Linked DNA regions of Sus scrofa: region 1 is linked to region 2. A link is a contact called in public HiChIP or PLAC-seq data. All regions are on one chromosome and are shown on one strand. The core of a region is the stretch at or near the end of the contact, and the rest is flanking DNA. Distances in the headings are between cores, read along the strand shown.

Region 1 (4,554 bases), core at 623-3,122, 140 kb before region 2:
CATCTTGTGGAAAAGGCAACAGGCTGGCCAAGCGGTCCAATTCTGTATTAAGTCGGTCTCTATGCCGCTTTGAAGGATTTGACTTGATTCCTTCAGCTGGGATTGGCTTGACACTGAAAAACAAACAAAGCACCATAAAATGCATTAAAATCTATAAAGCAAAAATTTCTATTGCATTATAAAATCTCCTCGAATATTTTTTTAACAAAACAAACATCTAAAATCTACTTCAAGTTCATATAAATCCTTTCAAAATGCTTCTTGAATACCTTAATTAAGAAAAACAAAGGAATGGGTAAACTCCTTCATGTTTTATTAAAAACTTATGAACCCATCACAGGAAAATGCTGAGTACATCTTATACACCTTATATATTTATTGTATATGATTTCCATGAAAAAATCTACTAGGATTTTCTACCTCTCACAGCCATTGTTACAGGGGAAAAAAGAAAACTGCAAGAAGTTATGTGAAAATTAAGCTTCCTTTGCTATCTTCCACAAGAATCATCTTGGAAAAGTCACTTTTGCTATAAATAGGAGCAACCCTAAATAAAAACTTATCTTCATGATGCTTAGCTTCCAATATTTAATACTTTCATCCTGTCAGTGAAAACATCTCAAACCTGGTCCAGCCCCTCTGCAAGGTCCTCCAGCCATCTAATGGGCAAATCCAACATTAAGGCAAGAAAATATTTGACTTTAGTTACTGATATTTGTTGGGTGACAAATCTTAGAGGCTAACTGTGATTAATGATAAATTTTGCTTTTGTAACTGGTGGGTAATCTGACTTAATTATTAGTTATCATAGTTTGTGACTCAATTAAAAAATTCAATATAATCCCAACATTCAGCACAATTTTCATCTGAGTGAAAAGATATTTATGGTTAGGAGTAGAACTTGAGTTCAGAAATAAGAAATTGAACTTCATTACAAAGGCCTTAGCCAGGATTTCATAACAGAAATTCATTAAAGTGAATATAAATAGAGAGGATATTAAAAACCAAACAACATAATTTTTAGATCATGTTACTACACCCTCCCATTTGCCAGAAAAATAATTATTCAGAGAATTCTTTTGACAAAGACTTTTTTCCTCCAGTTTTATTGAGAAGACAAACACATCTGTGACAATTCAAATTAAATTACAGTATCTTAAAAAGTATAAACTGGCTTGAGTATAATGCTGTTAAGTTGATTCAATCAAAACATTTCTAGATAATTTATGCTTTTAATGGTATGAGCCAACATGAAGAAGTAATGCTTTATACAAAGAAATTATAGAAAGTAATGTGAAAATTTAACACATTTTTTACTGTCCCTAACCAGTAATTTCTTCAGAACTTGTCTGTTTCTATTTTTTCTATTATACCTCATGTTATTCCTGCAAAAAAATAAGAGTAATAAATTGGTAAAGTGGCATACTTTCCACTAGATACTTTCTCCAGACTATTTAAATAATTGCATACTTAATAGAAATTGGTGACTATTTATCTAGCTCTTTTCCCTAATCATATTACATGTATAATCAAATTCAAGTCACACCTAATTACTGCATTTCTCCAATTAATCAACTGAATTTCAACTTTTATCTCTAATACATGTCTACCTCATTGAATAATTTTCCTCTGACTCATCATCTGTTAAATATTTATTTGCAACTATCATGTCCTAGCAGTTTAGGAAATCATTCTTCCACATATTCAAAATGTGTTATAGGAGCTAAGTACAATGAACAACTGCTAGAAGAGATGGAGCTGGGTTCTGTAAGATGAACAGGACTGCAGGAGGCAGCATGGTGAGGAATGGTGACCTGGCACAGGGCCTTTGAATTGTGAAGCACCAGCTGCAAGAGAGACAAGGACGGAGCTGGCCAGGGCCACATTCCTTCAACAGATAGTGACCTCCCCACACACACCATGTGCCAAGCACAGAACACTGAGTAGTGAACAAAACGTACTGAAGCTCCTGTTCTTCTGAGGCTTACATCCTGATGGGAGGATACATAAATACATAAATGAATAAATAAATGAACAAGCACATAACTTTCCAAGCTGGTAAGTGTTAAGAAGAAAAATAAACCAAGATAAGGAAGTAAGGAGTGATGGGTGCTGGTTTTGACAGACAGCCAGGGAAGGTCTCTGATGTGATGTTTCATGAACATCTCAACATCAACAGACATGAACAGGGGAGGAGTGAGCCTTGTGGGTATCTGATGAAAAAAAGTCCATGAAAGAGGAAATCACAAGTGCCCCCTCAGAAATGGTATCGAACTGACCTTTGGTATCTGGGAGTCATCTTAAGTTTTCAGCCAGGTTTTAGATAACCAGTCTTTTTTTTTTTTTTTTTTGGTCTTTTTAGGGCCATACCTGCAGCATATGGAGGTCCCCAGGCTAGGGGTTGAATCAGAGCTGAAGCCACCGGCCTACACCACAGCCACAGCAATGCCAGCTCCAAGCCATGTCTGTGACCTACACCACAGTTCACAGCAACGCTGAATCCTTAACCCACTGAACAAGGCCAGAGATTGAACCTGCATCCTCATGGATACTAGTCAGGTTCGTTAACCTCTGAGCCATGACAGGAACTCCTATATGACCAGTCTTGTGTTTTAACAAGCTGACTATGGTGATGGAGAGGATGTAATGCAAGGCACATGGCACTGAAGCCAGCACTTCTTTCTGAAATATAAATCTGTCACTCCTCTGATTCAAGTTTTTCAGTAGCTCCATGCAGACCATGTTCCCGAACCTAGAGAACCAGACTCATCTGATCTTTCTATGGCTCCTCCCTATTCCTTTTGTGACTCCACAGAATCCCCTTGCTCTGTCTCACCAGCTTCGAGGTACTGCTCAATTAGATCACATCTGCAAAGTCTTCCCCGACCTACTCCCAATGGACTCCTGCCATACTACTACTTTATACTTTTTATGCAAAAGTCTTAAACAACCGTTCCATTAAGGAATATTCTGTGGAGATAGCATTTCTCATAATTGAAAATGAAATCCACTATTGCACTCTTGGTAGCTTTCCAGTAATGACTATACAACACTGGGGAGAAGAGAATAACACAAATGCTGACGCAAGACAAGCTACTATGACACAGAAAGAAATGACAATAACAGCAGAAGAAAGAGGTTTAGAGGTATTTCTCCATGTGATATGCTGCCCATCTTGTGCTGGCTCTTTGCAGCATTCAACCCTATCCTAGATGAGACTACGTCTTTACACAATGCAAAACTGGTCACAGCTCTAATGTATAATTACGCACATTATGGAATATTTAGTGTGAGATCCAATTTCCTAAGTCAAGTGTTATGTAACCTATGCTGCATATACTTGTTTGTCGCTCTTATTACTATGTAAAGTTAATCATCTTGTACCCCCAGTGCTCAGCATGGTACTTGATACTGAATAGACTCTCCAGGAATGTTTGCTGACTAGAAGTATCCAGGAAAGAAATGTTTGGAGCCTGACCAAAAGGAGTGATAGTAGGGATAAGAAGTAAGCCCTGACTTGAGATTTTTAAACACAGCACTTTGTGCCTACCACACAGCGTGGGACATAGTCAGACTCAAATGTTCACTGAACTGAACTACTTGCTGACTTCCTAGGTAGAGGAAGTAAGGGAGAGGTTGCAAATGACTGGGATCTGTAACGTAGGGTAACAAAGATTTTTCCTAATGGGAGGTATGCCAAACAGAGAGAAAAGAGACTTGACGACAGACCTCATTTATATTTAAGGTTTAAGGTTATATTTATATTTAAGGTTGAGGAAAGGGCGAGGGCAAAGAGGATGGAGGAGGAATGACAGGCAAGACATGAAAAGGATAAGCAGAGACTATTTCAGAGATCACAGAACAAAGTCAAATGAACAAAGGAATTAAATAAGGTCAGGGCTGAGAAGGATCCACTGGATTTGGCATTTCAAATTCAGCTTTAAGCTGAAGCAATAGATGTGACATACCTTTTCACCGATTTTGTGAGAACTACTCAGAACTATTCTGTGAAAATACTTCTTACCTATCCGCACATATTAAAGATGCACCAAATACTCAAAAATAGAAAGTAATTCTACATCACTTACAACCTGCCCTGACTTATGCTAGTGCTTTTACTTTTGTGCTGTCTTTAAACCTATGCCAAGCCATACTGCCATCTATTATGAGACTGATGTGGTGCCTACTGTGCTAAGGAAGCAGATCTGCCATCTATTTAAATAAAAGATTACATCTGAAATATAATGAAATGTCCCCCCATAAGATAGGATTTGGGATTTGTCAAGTTCAGACATCAGAAAGAGAGAGACTATAGATGCTGATCAGGCCAAGGAGCAATTTATTATTTCTTAAACCTTAACTTCAAATATCTTGTCCCAACCTGCAAATCAAAATTGTTGTGAAATCAAAACTTTAGCTGACTGCATGCCACGCTTCCGTTTTAGAAGCCCTGCATGTCTTAAATACTGGTGGTAACAGGCCCAATGGCAAGACCAAGGCCAGTTTGTGTGATATCTTTAAAGCCTTTTAAACATCCCAGGCTAAAATTTCTGT
Region 2 (4,757 bases), core at 750-3,249:
AGGCCAACAGTGAAGATAAAGCTTAAAATAATATGAATTCACTGGTCATTCATTTTTATGCTTTTGTTACATTGTCTAGTATTACAGAGGAACCCAGAAGTAGAGACAGACAAAGCAGGTAAGTGTAGAAGATTTTCCTGAGTAGGAATTCCAAGAAAGAGCAACACTGAATGGACTGGCTCTGGATAATAAAGCAAGAACAACAAAAGGGAACAATGCTGGGTGAGATCACAGAGGCACCAGAGGCTACTGATCAGGGGCGGAGGCATGAGCATGTTGTCTGGAAGGGAGGGCAAACATTTAGAAAGTTCTGACCTGATCGATGACAAATAGAGAACTTAGCGGAATGAAACAATATTCAAAACGGTCTTTTTCTTTTCTGTTCTGTTCTTTTTCTGGAGATGGCTAGAAGTTGAAAAGAGCTGATAACTGGAATTGGGAGTTTTGTAGCCCTTCCCAGATTCCCTCAGTTGCCTAATTCTAAAGAATTTACTTTCCTTACAGACCACCTGTGACTTTGCGGGTGTCTAATTCTCAGAGGACACTTGAGTCAGATTTTAAAATGTTGAGCTTAAGCTGTCCTCACTTCCCACATGCTGAGCTCATTTGTGTCGAGTCATTTCTGGGTTCAATAAAATGCCACACTACCTGCTTTCTGTACAGCCAGACAAGGCAACACAAAGGTGAGGAAAATCAGCTTTCTATGGGGAAACTCTAACCAAAGGGAAGGGGGAGTAAAAGGGTGCTAGGCAGATACTTTTCCTTTTCTTTGTCCCTTTGACATTTTAAATTACAGCCTTTCCTTGTGGGTTTTTCAAAAAATTCCTACATGCCAGAAGAACACACCTGAGTATCTTACTGTGTTTTTCTGCAGCTAGTTGAAAAGGGTGGCTACTGCACTAACAATTCTATTTCATTACTTTCCATCTCTCCTTGTTTTATTACCATTTTTCCATGATATCATTAACGTTAAGCTTGTACTTCCTCAAAAAATATTTATGATCTTAGCCTTAAGCTCTGGTTTCTAATGAACTGAGTTTAAGTTATGAAGTTTTAGTAGTGGAAGTATCATCTTAAAATTAGAAAGAGTCAAAATGGATGGGAATTTTATTAATCAAATAGAAATTCTATTAACCAAATTCTGAGGAAGGAAGAATAAATGAACTTGGAGGAATAAAATGACTTAGAGATGGTTATATTTTAAGGAAAAGTGGGAGCCACCATAAAGTTTAGAGAAGCAAAAAGCCATAGAGTGATTTCTATTTCATTAGGATTAATTTAGACGTGTGTTGAAAAGAGTCAAGGGGATTATAAAGGCCACAGCCAAAAGAAAGCAGCCTTGGGGGGCTGCGCTGGGGTTGTGGGATGGAAATCCTATAAATTTGAATTGTGATGATCATTGTACAAGTATAAATGTAATAAATTCACTGAGTAGTAAGAAAAAAAAAGGAAAGAAAATGAAGAAAAAAAAAAAAAGAAAAAAAAGAAAGCAGCCTGGGCAGCAATAGCAGTAATGAGGCTAAAACATGATGCTTGTTCTAACCAAAGCCTCAGCAGTGGAGGGGCTTGAGAAAAGACTGAATTCCAAGTACTTGCTGAAAATAGAGCCTTTAGGATGATCTCATTGCCTGGAGGAGGGCTGGGAGAGAAACCAGAAAGTAAAGAAATGACTCCAAAGCTTTAGGTTTGAACAAGTGTAAAGATGGAATTGTCATCAACTGGGATGGGTAAGACACCTGTTGGAACAGCTTTTGGAGGAAAGATGGCGAGTTTGGTTTTGAACATTTTCAGTTCAACATTACTTTTGGACATCTAAGTGAAGATATAGGAGGGAATAGGCTTGTAAGTCTAGAGCAGAAATCAGCAAACTTTTGTAAAGGAACAGAGAATAAATATTTTATTAGACTTTGTGGGCCAGATGTTACGTCACAACTACTCCACCCCTGGGCAACCACAGACAATGTGCAAAATAATGGGCAGGGCTGTGTTACAATAAAAATTTACACAAACAGGCTGTAGCTAAATTTGGCTTGAAGGTCAAAGTTTGCTAACTCATGGTCTAGAATTTGGGAGGGAGGTCTGAACTAGAGAAACGCAGTTAGGACATATCAGCATATAAGTATGTCTAAGGCCATGCTAATTTGATGTAATTACTTCTGCTGTGATATTTGCATTTTTCCCTTGTTATAAATAGTAACTGCACTTTCTAAACTATATATATTTTTTCTTCAAAAAGGAGTCTAAGAAGAAACTATGAAAATGCCAATTTGATTCAATAGAGAAATCTGAATGAAAAACTTTAAGAATGCAATTGATAAGTGAATTCATATTTAGTACAAAACATGTTAGATATTTAGTCAGCTTGCAATAGGCCCTAGAAATTGAAAATTTGAGGAAGGCTGCGTTATTCAGCTTAGCTGATTTACAGGCACATTAGTATACAAGTAATAAGGACTAAGCGTATGTTCATACTCAAAATAAATTTAAAATATAGACACAAAAAATTGCGATTTGAACAAAAAGAAATTGTCATCTGTCAACCAATATTTCAAGGCAATCTTGATTTCATAGCCAGAGATGTTTTAGAAATAAAGAAAAAAGCTTTAGGATGAATAAATGATGCAATATTAATGATAAAGAATTTGGCTGAGTCAACAGGATGTTTAAAAAGCAAACCTCAAAGCCATTTATGACAAAACCACAGCAAACATAATACTCAATGGAGAAAATCTGAGAGCATTCCCACTAAAACCTGAAACAAGACAAGGATGCCCACTCTCACCACTGTTATTCAACATAGTATTGGAAGTTCTAGCCACAGCAATCAGACAAACAAAAGAAATGAAAGGCATCCAAATAGGAAGAGAAGAGGTAAAACTGTCACTGTATGCAGATGACATGATACTATATATAGGAAACCCTAAGGACTCAACTCAAAAATTACTTGAACTGATCAACAAATTCAGCACAGTAGCAGGATATAAAATTAACATTCAGAAATCAGTCACATTTCTGTATACTAACAATGAAATATTAGAAAAGGAATATAGAAGTACAATACCTTTTAAAATTGCACCCCAAAAAATCAAATGCCTGGGAATATAGCTGACCAAGGAGGTAAAGGACTTATATGCCAAGAACTAGAAAATTTTAATCAAGGAAATTAAAGAAGATGTAAAGAAATGTAAAGATATTCCATGTTCCTGGGTTGGAAAAATTAATATTGTAAAAATGGCCATACTACCCAAAGCAATCTACAGATTCAATGCAATCCCTATCAAATTACCCATGACATTCTTCACAGAACTAGAACAAACAATCCAAACATTTATATGGACCCACAAAAGACCCAGAATTGCCAAAGCAACTCTGAAGAACAAAAACCAAGCAGGAGGCATAACTCTCCCAGACTTCAGGCAATATTACAAAGCCACAGTCATCAAGACAGTGTGGTACTGGTAGACAGACCAATGGATAAAAATAGAGAAATAAAACCAGACACCTATGGTCAATTAATCTTTGACAAAGGAGGCAAGAACATCAAATGGGAAAAAGACAGGCTTTTCAGCAAGCATTGCTGGGAAACCTGGACAGCTGCATGCAAAGCAATGAAACTAGAACACACCCTCACATCATGCACAAAAAGAAACTCAAAATGGCTGAAAGACTTAAATATAAGAGAAGACACCATCAGACTCCTAGAAGAGAACATAGGCAAAACATTCTCTGACATCAACCTTACGAATATTTTCTCAGGTCAGTCTCCCACAGCAACAGAAATAAGAGCAAAAATAAACCAATGGGACCTAATCAAACTGAAAACCTTTTGCACAGCAGAAACCAAATAGAAAACTAAAGGACAACTTATAGAATGGGAGAAAATAGCTTCAAATGATGCAACTGACAAGGGACTAATCTCTAAAATATGCAAACAACTTATACAACTCAACAGCAAAAAAGCCAAAAACCCAATTGAAAAATGGGGAAAGGACCTGAATAGACATTTCTCCAAGGAATATACACAGATGGCCAACAAACATTTGAAACAATGCTCAACATCCCTGATTATTAGAGAAATGCAAAGCAAAACTACCATGAGATACCACCTCACACCAGTCAGAATGGCCATCATTAATAAGTCCACAAGTAACAAATGCTGGAGGGGGTGTGGAGAAAAGGGAACCCTCCTGCACTTTTGGTGGGAGTGGAAGCTGGTACAACCACTATGGAGAACAGTATGGAGGTACCTTAGAAAAATATACATAGAACAGCTACATGACCCAGCAATCCCACTCTTGAGCATATATCCGGAAAAAACTCTACTTAAAAAAGACACATGCACCTGCATGTTCATTACAGCACTATTCACAATAGCCAAGACATGGAAACAACCCAAATGTCCACTGATAGATGATTGGATTTTGAAGATGTAGTATATCTACACAATGGAATACTACTCAGCCATAAAAAAGAACAAAATAATGCCATTTGCAGCAACATGGATGGAACTAGAGACTCCCATCCTGAGTGAAGTAAGTCAGAAAAAGACAAATACCATATAATATCACTTACATCTGGAATCTAATATGAGGCACAAATGAACCTTTCCACAGATAAGAAAATCATGGAGTTGGAGAATAGCTTTGTGGTTGCCAAAGGTGAAGAGGAGGGAATGGGAGGGACTGGGAGCTTGGGATAAATAGATGCAGAATGTAGCACCTGTGTGTGAGTTAGAGAATGAGTCTCAGTCTGGTTTC

Evidence for each region. HiChIP or PLAC-seq counts read pairs in DNA pulled down with a chosen protein or histone mark.
Region 1: an H3K27ac HiChIP or PLAC-seq map of alveolar macrophages shows a contact between it and region 2. The contact joins two enhancer-like sites. A contact is called at or near these places in 1 of 5 promoter capture datasets (liver) and 1 of 2 datasets of contacts at active chromatin or transcription factors (alveolar macrophages).

The regions. Positions count from the first base shown.
Region 1 is chr9:86,518,954-86,523,507 of Sscrofa11.1, reverse strand. It overlaps AHR (aryl hydrocarbon receptor), which reads right to left. Exons shown (of 11, transcript NM_001303026.1): 2 at 1-113. Among named protein-coding and RNA genes, the nearest start is that of AHR, 9.4 kb to the right of the region's middle. Within about 2 kb of position 1,872, at least 19 of the 83 cell types and tissues checked have an H3K27ac peak or open chromatin away from gene starts, as enhancers often do. A contact at or near this core is called in alveolar macrophages, where this site is marked.
Region 2 is chr9:86,376,818-86,381,574 of Sscrofa11.1, reverse strand. No RefSeq gene overlaps it. Among named protein-coding and RNA genes, the nearest start is that of AHR, 130 kb to the left of the region's middle. Within about 2 kb of position 1,999, at least 4 of the 83 cell types and tissues checked have an H3K27ac peak or open chromatin away from gene starts, as enhancers often do. A contact at or near this core is called in alveolar macrophages, where this site is marked.